2 separate regions of the Mus musculus genome follow, and region 2 is linked to region 1. The links are chromatin contacts, called in public promoter capture Hi-C maps. All regions are on one chromosome and are shown on one strand. The core of a region is the stretch at or near the end of the contact, and the rest is flanking DNA. Distances in the headings are between cores, read along the strand shown.

Evidence for each region. Promoter capture Hi-C pulls out the DNA fragments that hold promoters and counts their contacts.
Region 2: a promoter capture Hi-C map of liver shows a contact between it and region 1, with 2.1 times the contacts expected there. The contact joins the enhancer-like site here to the promoter of Sult6b2 in region 1. A contact is called at or near these places in 6 of 39 promoter capture datasets (the 3T3-L1 cell line, the HPC-7 cell line, HPC-7-derived erythroid cells and 3 more) and 1 of 484 Hi-C or Micro-C datasets (nephron progenitors).

Annotation. Positions count from the first base shown.
Region 1 is chr6:142,801,713-142,808,249 of GRCm38.p6, reverse strand. Sult6b2 (sulfotransferase family 6B, member 2) reads left to right here and starts at 3,784. Exons shown (of 6, transcript NM_001145390.1): 1 at 3,784-4,004; 2 at 6,374-6,537. The coding sequence starts at 3,860.
Region 2 is chr6:143,189,755-143,196,322 of GRCm38.p6, reverse strand. It overlaps Etnk1 (ethanolamine kinase 1), which reads right to left. Exons shown (of 8, transcript NM_029250.2): 5 at 1,008-1,091. Among named protein-coding and RNA genes, the nearest start is that of Etnk1, 26 kb to the right of the region's middle. Within about 2 kb of position 2,937, at least 6 of the 459 cell types and tissues checked have an H3K27ac peak or open chromatin away from gene starts, as enhancers often do. A contact at or near this core is called in liver, where this site is marked.

The DNA of each region.
Region 1 (6,537 bases), core at 2,535-5,034:
GCGTGCTACCACTGAACACTTTACAAAGACATATTCATATCTCTGCTCATTTCTGTTGTTGACTTGATTTTTTTTCTAAATATTGATCTTAGCGGGGCTTCTTTAAAGAGTGTCCTAATGAACACAGAGCAGCTTTTAGCCAACAGTACTTCCTAACTTGACAGAGTCCAGTTATAATGCTTTAACAGTTAGCCTTTTCATCTATCATTTTGAAGAAATCTTTGGCTTACCAAAGATTCTGAAGATATACTTCTAAGCTTTCTCCTAGAAGACTTAAATGTATAACTATCTGTATATAAGGTGGGATTCATGTCACGTCTAAGAATGTTTCATTCGTTGAAAAGATAATTCCTCTACTTACTCAAAATCATCTTTGTCCAGAATCAAGTGACCACTTATGTGTGTATCATATTCTGAACTCTTTCTGCCATTCCTCTGGTCTATATGCGCAGTCTTGGGTTCAGCCTACATCAGCCTTAGTGACCTCTGCTCTTTGGCATCCCTCTTTAAGATTTCTTAGGCTACTCTAGGACCTTTGTGTGTCTCTGCATAGACGCTGCCAGCTGGCAATCCCTCATGTGCATTTAGACAAGTGCAATTGCCTATTCGGATTTTGATCTAACTGAATTGACTATAAATCATAAGGCAAATTAAGGCGCCCTAATAATCCTGAATCATAGGCTCTGCGATAGAATTGATTGCTATTATTCCTGTCTAAGCACTCACTAATGATCTCGGCTGTGCTTGGCTCTTTCCTTGTACATTGCTTTGAGCGCAGCATGTTAGATCAATACTTAAAGACTTGGGTTGTTTTTTTTTTTTAATATATTATCATAAATAGCATTGGTTTGCAAATCCTTTCTCAAATTCTTCTTTTCTTCTTCTGAGACAAGATCTCATGTAAGCCAGGCTGACTTTGAACTCGCCATGTAACCAAGAATGACTAGAAAGATAGTTAGTATACTGAGTAAGGTAACCCAGGCCCAGAAAGACAAACATTACATTTTCTCTCTTATCTGTGGTTTCTAACTCTAAATCTTCAGGTGTGAGTAACTATAGTAACCAGGAATGAGGGACCAGGATTGGGGGTGCAGAGGGAGCTCAGAGAGTATAATAGTGGGATACAGATGATATGAAGAAGAGAGAACTGGGAAAAACAAGGGAGGGGCTTTGTTTGGCGAGGTGGGTGGGACGACAATAAAGAAGAGGATGTAAGATAAATTACACTAATCATGCTTGAAAAAGATATGGGGAATCTTAAAATTACATAGATATACTCATTATATATCTTAAATGAAGTTATTTCACTTGGTGTGACAAAGAGCCATGGATTCTTTGGTTAAAAACCCTAATATCAGGCATGAGAAACCTCCTTCCAAATTGTTGATCAGGATTGCCCAAGAGACTCAGCAAATGCCATTGTTATTGCTCTTGCTTGCCTCCCAGTCATGGGAGGTAAGACCCTATTGCTGAGGGCTCCATGTACTTTGGACATAGGACTCAGGATTTTAGCTGGAACTGACGGGAGAGCCTCCTCCCTGAGGAGGTGTACCAGTTTCCATAGTACCGGAAATTGATATGCAAACTGCCAAGGGAGGAAAACGATCAATAGTCCTACCCAGCTGTAATGAGCAGAAACCACAGGACTAGCATGGCAAGATATCCCTAAAGCTGCAAAGGCGGCACTTCCCCTTGATGATAACCAACATCTGGCTAGCAAAGGCAGCACTTCCCCTTGATGATAACCAACAGCTGGCTAGTTGGACTTAAAGCCCATTCAACAGGCAGGAAATCATCTGATACTAGAAATTTACTCAACTACCCAGAACTAATGAGGTCATGGGTCTTAAAGAGGAAACTCCACCCATTACATAATTCTTTACTGCATCTGAAATACTTGTTCCCGTATCCACAGGTGAGTGTAGCTCTCACCGGTTGTCAAAGGGCTTGTGTTCCCAACAGATGGAGACTGTTGCAGAAACCATTGTTGGTCAAAATAGGGAGAACAAGAGACCACAGGGTGCTCAGCACAGGCGAGTACATCTAGCACACAGCCCCTGCACCCAAGGCTCAGAGGCCATCGAGAAAGAGAGAAGAGTGCATGATCTGCATCGAGAAAGAGAGAAGAGTGCATGATCTGAGCAGGAGGTCTGATGTGAGATTGTACTTTCTAGCCATCCTAGGGAAACTGAACACATGCAAATCTCAACAGTATGGCTGCCTAAACAAGACCTGAACGACTCTGCATCAGTTGATACCCCAGTGCAGATGGTGGAAATCTCATGGGCCTTCCCCCTTGATAAAGAACTATGAGTGTTTAACAAGGGGTTGAGGGGTTGGGGGGGGGGGGGAGGGAGTTAGTCTTTTTGAGCCCTGATGATTGGTTCTTCAATACCGAGTGATTGCTTAGTCCTAGAAACATGTTCATGCAAGCAACACTGTCAGTACTGAGTCATGTTGTACTGAGTACTGACTGTACATTTATTCATTTATGTTTATGTGTATATATAACAACAAAGTTAAAGAAGAGGAGAGTGTGAATTTTGGAGGGGAGGACCTACAAGGGGTAGGAGGGAGGAGGGGGAGGGGAGAAATGACTTAAAATAATTATATTTTAATTACGTAAAAATAAGTATCTAAAAGGGAGCCAATGGGTAGTTATGCAAAAATTAGCTATCAAAAATTAATCCTGCCAATAGTTTTATTTTTAAAAAGGACCTTGAATTTCCAATCCTCCTGCCTCCACCTGCTGGGTGCTGGGATTGTAGATCTGTACCACTATACATTGTGTCTGTGTGGCTGGGCATCCATTCCTGGCTTCCTACATGCTACGTAGCTGCACCAAGTGAGCAGCCCACCCTCAAGCTCTGCTTTCTGTTGGCTTGTCCTAGAACACAGCAAGCCAGGACACTTCATTGCTGTCCTCCGTTCATGTGTTTATTCTATTAGTGCATTCTCTGTCATCTCCTGTGTATATGATCTGTTACTATGTATATGTTTCTGTTACTGCCATGGGCATCTTTCTTCTTCAGATATTTTCCCTACAGTATAACCTCTATTTTTGACACTCGATTAAAATTTTGTCCATTTCTTCATTAATGTTCCTTCCATTGTCAGACAAGCCAAATTTTCAACTGAGTTTCATTGAAATAACTGAGCATTTCTTTACTATATCTAATTGAATCTGGAATATTGTAATATTACCAACCAAGACTAAAATTGAGTGAGATAAGAATTAACTTCCTTCTCTCTACAGATTCCTGTTTGCATGTGTTCTCAGGAAATCTCTTTTTAGTGTGGTATTCTGACTATCACTGTATTTCTTCTAAACTACAGCTCATAAAGGCTGTCGCAAGAGTATTTCCCAATTCCTGGAGACATTCTTATTTCCCTGTTGCTGTGTCCCCTCAAACTTTAAATACTGACTACTTCCTATACTGTAGAAACCCAATTTTCTTAATTACTTTCAGTGACATAATTCATTGTAGTGACTAAAGACTTTACCTATTTAGGACAAAGGATTTGATAGTGGTACAATCTTAACACAGTGATTACTCCTGGCTGCCTGGTAGTTTTCTATGCAAATGAGCCTGAACTGAGTGGAAGGACACATTTTGTAACCTGTGTTATCAGAAAAATTCAGATAACATGACTTTTATAATAGACATTGGCTCAGTTGTGGTTTAAAAATTATTCTTCTAGAGAGCTGCAAAAGGTATATATAGACACATGGAATATCAGCTTGGAGATACCAAGATTCCTCTGCCACTCTGCTGAGGTTGTGACCAAGGGCCAGGTTTGTCTGTGGCTTGTGGAGGGACTGTGCTGACTATACAGCCTCTAATAGGGTCAGTGGAAGATGTCATGCCAGAGTCAGCCAAGTCTCCTCCATAAGTACATGGGCATCTTCTTCTCTACCATGTCTTCAGAAGAACTCCTTGGTTCCTTGGACTCTTTTGATGCTAGAGAAGATGACATATTTCTGGTTTCCTACCCAAAATCTGGTGAGTTTCCCCCTAAAATGTACTAAAAGATACAGAGATGCAACAGTAAGAGGTATAGAAACATTGTTTCCATTTACTTAGTGTTCTATAAGATACAGAGATGCAACAGTAAGAGGTAGAAACATTGTTTCCATTTACTTAGTGTTCTATAAGATACAGAGATGCAACAGTAAGAGGTAGAAACATTGTTTCCATTTACTTAGTGTTCTATAAGATACAGAGATGCAACAGTAAGAGGTAGAAACATTGTTTCCATTTACTTAGTGTTCTATAAGATACAGAGATGCAACAGTAAGAGGTAGAAACATTGTTTCCATTTACTTAGTGTTCTATAAGATACAGAGAAGCAACAGTAATGGAAACATTGTTTTTGTTTCCATCTCAGACATTTTTTGGGGGTGGGGGGATGACTTTCAAGGATTTAGATTTCTTACTTTAAAAAGACTCAAGTGAAATGATTGAAGCTCTGCTAAAGTTTTCCTCTTCATTTGATTTATGAAGGTGCACAAATGTTGATATATCATATGAAATAAGCAAAATAGCTATGTGATAGATTCCCATTGTATCTTGCCCAGATCGTCCTGATGACTAAACAACCTTTGCTCAGCTCATACTTAATTGTCTATAACTTTTTTCATCTACACTAATAAGAGCCGTAAATACTTTCCCTGCTAAAGTTTTACTTCAGAATCGATTCGTACAGAGTTGTACACCCATGGGTGTCATTGAGTAAGTAATGCCACTCTGTACTTTCTTGGACTTAGTTCTATGATAATTTTGTTTGTTATGTAACATCCAGTTGCCTGCTACAATTTCCTTAGTAGTGGTCACATAGAGACGGTGGCTACAGTTAAGGTGTTCAACAACGAGCAGCCACGTCCAGTCAGTTATGCAGTGTAGTCACCAGTTAGATCGGGTCATCAGTGTGGGAAGAAGCAAAGTGCACAAAGGTCAGGGGTTTTGAGAACACACACACACACACACACACACACACACACACACACACACACACTCTGCTCAATTTCAATCCCAGAGAATCTGATGCCCTCTTCTGTAGACAGCAGGCACTCACAAGATACACACACACACACACATCTGCAGGCAAAACACTCCCACTAATAAAATAAATAAATCTAAGAAAGAAAGACCTTTGTAAAGTACACTTAACATGAAACTTAGAAAGCAAGACAGAGTATTTATTGTTCAGCCATGAAGTTGTTCATGTTACACATCACTGAAATCACAATGAAATAAGACACTAGCCGGATTTAACCTCCTTGAGGCTATAGTCTTCAATTAACAAAATGCCTCCCCCACCCCCACCCCCAAGCTTCAGCTTCTCTGCTGCAAAGTTGGGCTACAGCTATCATTTGCTTCAGCAAAGTGTGGAGTTGTATTCTCTGCTGGGTGTGGGGGAGGGATGCTCAGGGAAGAGCACTTGTGTAGCATGAAAGGAAAACAGGGTTCGGTCCCCTGTGTCATCCCATGTATAACAATCCCCCCCCCCCCGTATTGCAAACAAACATGAGAGCACCGGGCCAACCAGATGGCAGGCACGTGGCTTAAAGCACTCGCTGTGTTAGCCTGGGCACATGAATTTGATCCAGGGAGCACCGAAAAAGGCAGAAGACAAGATCAACTGTGCAAAGTTGTCCTCTGACATTCACTCCCTCACATTATGTGCAAATACAATAATAACAGATTCAATTTACAACAACACCATCCCCACCCCCATCCCACTTCCAAAACACTGAAACTCAAACAGAACTCTGTGCTTTCTTCAGAGTCTATGGTATCAGCCTTTTATCTCTCTGAATACGACGCACATTTATGATTTAAGTGCTTGGTCTGCACAGATACTGTTCTACTCATACAGAGAGATCTATGTGTCACTCTTCAAAAGGTGAAGGGGGAGGTGAACACACACATATGCCATAGTAACTGTGTTCTGATGTGTGTTCTAGCAGAGGAAGGGGCTGGGTTCCATGGGAGACAAAAAGGGAGAGTAACTGCGGAGGAGGGGTGGTTGAGAGGAAAGAAGATAGCCTATAAACGGAGAAGAGCTTGTGGGCTTTGGGAACCACATTAGGGAACACGCATGTGAGCTGGTGAGCAGAAGGGTCTAGAAGGGAGCACTAACAAATTATTTTAAGGGAAGGACACAGCAAGTGTCCTGTGCAAACCTCTGCACTCTTGTAAAGGGAAACTACTCCACAAACCAGGTTAGCATTTCACCAGGTTCCAGGGGTGTGAGAGTCAGGACTGCTCACAGCAGTCACACTTGCCGAATTCACATAACCTACTTGTGCTCTCAGTGCTTGGCTGCAACATGTAATTAAAACTGCATTCTCTTTTCTGTTTGTGTGCAGGCACCCATTGGCTGGCAGAAGTCATTGAGCGCATTCCCGACGCTGGCATCACACTCACTTCTCCTATTGAATTGGGAGACATTTCTAAATTTGAAGAGCTGAAAAGGATACCTAAGAGAAGAGCTATCCCGACACATCTGAACTATGAAATGCTTCCTGTGACT
Region 2 (6,568 bases), core at 1,688-4,187, 390 kb before region 1:
TATATGTGTGGTAAATTTGATAGAACTAAGTAACTAGAATCAAAACTTCCACCAACTTCATTTATTAGCCTAGACCCAAATTATATAAATATAAAAAGACAGGAATCTGCTACAAGTCTAAGTTCAGTGATGCCATATCCTCACTAGGAATAAAACACCCAAATTATTTTCTGATCTTTACTTTTAAGAAAATCCTAAGCTGGACAGTAGTGGCACACGCTTTAATCCCAGCACTTGGGAGGCAGAGGCAGGCGGATTTCTGAGTTCGAGGCCAGCCTGGTCTACAGAGTGAGTTCCAGGACAGCCAGGGCTACACAGAGAAACCCTGACTCAAAAAAAAAAAAAATATCCTAAATATAGTGTTAATTATATATTCCACTTACATTTTAAAAATCTCAAGTTTTAGAAGTAATTATAAAATGAAATTCAAGAGGTAAAAATGCTCAGCTTTTTAATAGCAATCAAATTTAAACTGGCGTTAACTCATAGGCAGCAATGAGGTTGTGTAGGCTAAGAGTTCACCCTTCATACACGCATGCTGCTCTCGCTATGAAGGAGGGAGCTGTTACGGTCTTTACACCTGGATGTTAGGTAGTATTTGGATGCACATGGAGCAGAAGGGAGGGATGCAGCATGAAGATGGCATCTGTAGCAATCAAAACAAAACCATAAAAAATGTCAGTGTCTTGTTAAAAAGCATTTCAAGAACCATGTGGCTTTGTTGTGCTGGAGATGGAAGCAAGATACATGTGATGGGCACATGGAGCAAAGGACTGCACAGGATCAAAACCCAGGTCACACACCACTACTCTCCAAGATTCTCCCCTTCTAGTGCAGTATTTTCTGGTGGCAATGAGGGGAAGGCTCTCTTCTCCAGGAACAAGTAAACAAAGCCAGAGGGTCAAGTGCTGGGCGGCACATGCTGCTCCTGCCCAGGGACTTGGTCCTGAACGGCTCTAGAGCGTCAGTGTTGGCAGATGACCGCAACAGTGAAGCATGGGTCTTACCTGCAAATTCATTGAAATGATTTCCAATATCATATGCCAGGTAGTTGTATCCAGAATACTCATAATCAATGAACTGTACGTCACCTATGTGAGACACAGAAACAAAGCAAATAAGAAATCACAAACATGATCAGAAAAGCCCTATGCTATCTATAACTCAGTCTCTCTTATACTTTGTCTCAATGGGCGTGCTTGGTTACATGCACTTCTGAGACAACACAGGGTGAGGCTGTGAATTTTATGGCAATGAGCTTTACAAAATTCAAATTATGTCCCTGATCAACAGCATTTCAAAAACATTATTATCCACTTTTATTAAAATGAAAATATAGTCATTTCCAAGTTCTAACAGAGGAAAGATACGCTTTTCACCACATGGGGGCATCAATAACTTAAAAACTCATATTTAATTAGAAACAACTGTGAATCGTTAACAGCCTATCTGAACAAGACATCGCCTATGACAAACTCTACACTAGCAAGCTTATCTAACGTAGGAAAGAAAGTGGGAAACCATGAATTCTGTGCTTCTGACAGTAAACGTGGTGATCAATTTGATGCTGTCAAAGTCTTAAGCTTGTATGGTTTAACCTCACAACTGCGTTTTCCATGTCTCAAGGGCATTACATGAGTTAAATTAAAATTTCATTCAAATGTATGTGTGTATCTGTCTCTCTCTCCCTCACTCTGTGTGTGTGTGTGTGTGTGTGTGAAGACAACTCTGCCCACCTTTTACAAGTGATTACTATGACTTAGAAATTTTTAATTTTTAAGTGCTCATTACCGTGGGATTACATGTAAATATATAAGCTGAATATATTCTATGATAAAACACAGAAGTGATACTGATTTTTTTTAAAAACTAATGTACGTCACTGTGCACACCAAGGACGTGTGTGCCCATGGAACTCCAGCTGCAGTGGACACAGAGTGGCCATGCTGCGAAAGTCCATCTCAAGTTGGTCAGGCTGAGAGACTGTGTAACAACAACGTGGTCATCCTGTCCTGTAAGCCGTGTGCTGCAGTTACAGGGGCGTTTCTCAAAGAAAGCAGTGTCTTAATTTTACTGCCTTAATAGAGATCTGGATATTTACTCCAGAAGTATATGAGCATAGTTATAGTTAAGAACTTATGACCAGGGGCTGCTGTGGTAAATGTGAAGCTCTTTAGAGAGCAACTGGATTCCATTCTAAAACTGTGTAAGGACGGCAGGCCAGGGGCTGGGAGCAGCCTGAGCTGAGATGTGGTCTAGCAGGCCTAGCAGGCACCAGGCCTGGGGTTGACCCTAAACACTGTATTGGGAAAAGGAGCAATGATCAAAGTATATTCCAGTTTGCAAAACTGGATGCATCTTGTTACAGTGAATGGTAAGGGTCCTTAAATGTTACTAAGAATAAACCACTGCAATCCCTGTGGCTGCTGCAAGCCCATGGCTGCTTGACAAGCACCCGTCACTGGAGGATTTCAGCGAGCAACACAAGGGCATCCGGACAAGATTGGCAGTGACAAGCTGCGGACAAAGTCTCACGGCAAGCCCTGGACTGAGACAAAGCACTCAAAATTAGGAGTCTAAAAGATAAAGTTACGAAATGGATATTGAAATCAGCTAATATACTGTGTTACAATTTATTAAACTATGTCTAAGAAAAGAGGATATAGGGCAAAGGTGAATTGAAATAAACCAAAACAAAATGTTCATCTCATTTATTGTAGTGGTAGACTAGTGACTTTCCTTTAAACTTTTCTTCTCTTTCTTTTAAAACTTCTTTACAATGAGCATTTCTGAAGAGAAAAATGTTATTCTTAAAAAAGAATACTATGAGTATTCTCTAGGAAACTGTCAACAAGCAAAACTAAATACAACGATCCAGAACATACCTATGCCTCCACGAGCGTTCAAAGAGCAGAGTTCAACATCTACCATGTGCGTGACTGAAGCAGCCGAGCGCTCACAGGTGACTTACAGCAGCGGCTGATGCCTTGGGCTGTTTAAGCACAGCTTCTCGTAGAGCTCATTTTAATAGTTACGTGCCAATAAAAATACACAGCCCAGTCCCGAAGCTTACTTTTGCAACATAAATAAAAGCTTCCATTTTCAAAAGTATATTTAGAATTTGGCAAACACAGTTAAAATAGCAGGTAGAAACAGTCCCGCTTATACACATAACTTAACTAAAACATAAATCATTTTAAGAAAAGTTAAAATCTGTTTCAACATGAAAAGTTTTAGCAGTGACTTTTGTAGTAGCGTTAACTCATTAACACTGGCCTTTACGTTTAAAAGCTATGTTGAGTTTATAATGAAATCTAAAGATAAGAAAATGAAGCTAACAAAATACAGATGGGGCTGTTACCAGGCTCCGTGCATGTGAACAAGTGAGGCGACAAAGCTCCAGTCAGTGCGTTTAAGAAGCACGGGGCGCCGCCACATGGCAGCAGCAATGGCATACCTAATCTGTAGCAGATGAAGAGAATTTGGCAAACTCACATTGTACAAGACACAAAGCTTTAAAGGAAAGAAATGTTTAAAATCTGCATTAACTATTCTGTTTCAAATCATTACAAAGTGGAACTCAACCTTAAATTTAAGATTCTGCAACAATGTAAAATTAAAGAGGTCTTATGATCTTTAGGGTGCCAGAAAAATCAAATTACAGCACTGGGAAATATTCTCCTAGCAACAGAACATGTTGTTTCTTTTCACCGTGAGTTTAATTTTTTTTAATATTTCCCAGTATTAATAATGTCCATTACTCTTAATAACTAATTCCTTCAGACAAGAATTTCTCCTTGAGGTCTCAAAGGTGAACAGATAATGAAAACACACCCTAGAATCTGATGTGCACACTCACTTCCCAAGGAGGGGCTTCTAGATCATCCAGATTCTCAGGGCATCCTTAACCTTTAAAAAAAATGATCAGCTTAAAGGCTAGCATTGATTTTTATAATCTTTAAATAATTGCACCAGTGACACACAACACAAAGCAAATAATGGATGAATTTGAATTTTCAAAAATATTTTTGATTTTTTTTACTACTGCTTGAAGCCCTCACCACTGTAGGAAAAATCCAGTTAAACTGGTCAAATCTCAATGCAAGAAAACTAGTCTTCCATTTATTAAAGCATGTTAAAGCCAAAAACGAACTAAACAAGGCTATATAATTATAACAAGACACATGTCTTGACCTTATCTTATTACAAATGAAAAGAAAAGTCACCTATTTGAGAGTCGGACCCTTTCCAGCCCAGCTCTTAGACATGGAGAAACAGCGGTGAGGAAAGTTCACAGGAATTCTGTGTAAGAGCTTGGCAAGAGGATGTGAGCGAGGAAATACCCACCTCCAGCCCAGGCCAGCACACATCACTCTCACTGTAAGAGCAGGGACTGGCAACAGCTGTGTGAGGCTGAGCCTGGGGAGGGACACAAGAGCCCTCGTGGTACATGGGAAGTAGTCAAATGCTAGGAGAGAAATGGAGGCTCTACTACACAGAACACAAGCACAGTAGCAGGAGAGGAAGGGCTGCAAGAGCATTTCCACAAAGGGGAAACACGGCATTTAACATTCTCACCCAGGTATGACTGAAATACAGTGGGCCTAGCGCATGCGTCTGAAAAGGCTCATGCAAACAACTCAGGAAAACCAGTGGGTCACACCCAGGCACACACAGAAAGAGGAGAGAGGGATGCTGGGAAGAAAGGGCTCAGCAGGAATGGGGAAAGAACAAGAGAATACTGGAGGAGGAAGGACCGCCGTACACCAGAAACTGTGACACTGTCAGGCAGTAAAAATAAACACTGAAAACAAACATCCAGCAATCTCAGTCAGTGCTCCTTAATAACTAAGGAATGCAGGGGACTGTTTGTTGGGTTTTAAAACAGGGTCTTGCTCTGTAGCCCTGGCTGCCCTGTCACTCACTACATAGACAGCACAGGTCTCTAACTCACAAAATTTCCATGCCTCAGTCTCCTGCGAGCTAGGATTACAGACATGCACCATTGCGTCTGGCTAGAGTCCTGCTGGACGCTGACTGTCTTGGGCTGCTCTACTCTCACACACAGTAGTCTAGAGTAAATCAATTCAGGATTAGTGTATTCTTCTCGAGAGCACGAGGCTCTCTCCAGGATGGTAGAACTGTTCTGTACTTAAGGGCCTTCAGCTTATAGGGGCAGACACCTGTCAAATTCTACAAGTAGCATGCTTAAAACTTGTTTTTAAAGGCAGGTTTCCACTATGTTGCCTAGGTTACCTTGAATTTCTCAGGCAACAGATATCCCACGCTTTCAGTTTCCCAATGGCTGCAATGCTACTCCACATCACCACCCCCAGCTTGCTATGCTAAGCCTGGCACAGTACACTTCAGTGCATGCTGAGCTCTAAACACACTACACTGTAAAGAACTTGGGGATGGAAACCACGCAGGTCTGCAACTCAGTGAAGATAAAGTAAGAAAGGAAGACAGACTGATGAATGAGCAGGTGAGGTGGGATACAGCACAAACTTGTCAATCGTAGAGACTCTAGGTACCAGGTACAGGGTTAGAAAGAGTTAGGTCTATATCTGTATTTGTAGATATTTAAACTCAGTACTCTATAAACATGGCTTTTATTTTAAAGATATGGTGGTACTCCAAGCAGGCAAGCAAAGGTATATATGTGTATGAATATATTGATTTTTATAAGCAAACTGTTTATATGACTATGTACCTATTTCTGCTTGTTTCATCAGTAACGTTTCAAAGACAAGATTCTGTTTGTTTCTGTTATTTCTTTAATAGGGACTGGGGGAGGAGGAGCCTAAAACCTACCCAAGAATGACCCTGAATTTCCTGTCCTTTGTTTCTACCTTCCAAGTACTGGGATTACAGTACTGGCACACCCACTTACTCGACGCTGGCTGAAGATGGAGGAGGATGGCTGAGGATGGCTGAGGCTCTGTATGTACTAGGTCAGCAGTTAGCAACTGAGCTACATCTGGTACCACAAGGACAGCTCCACTGAGGCTGATCTGTGTCGGTCAAGCAGGAAGGGCTAAGAAATCTCTATAAACCTCCTAGCAAGTCAGATTTGTATTAAATGTTAAAATAAACCCATGGGAAAGATCTTCTACATCACTAAAACAATAAGTTCTGTGTTAGTAAGAGCAGAATGGATCTTGTTTAGAGCCAATCAGAGGACAGTAGTACAGACTTTCCTACCTACCGTGTACAAAACTAAAACCATTCCAATAAAAGGCCTTCATTTTCTTCTACTTTTGTTTTGCCTAAATGCCAATCAACTTCTTGTGTTTTACTGAATAGAAAATGGACAATGATTAACATCCCTTAAATTTAAAGTTATAGTAAGACTTATACATGGGCTCTTATGAAGAAATTGGGATGAGGGTAAGAAACAAATTAACTAAAGTCATTGTCAAAGCAAAGAACCTTCTAACAAAAGTAGAGACAAGCTCTCAATCTTGAAAACTTCATCAATGGCTTCTGATATGTCCCCAACTGAAGAATTAGCTAATATCCAAATAGAATACTACGAACTGCAAGTCACTCCGAGTTCCTCACTCTA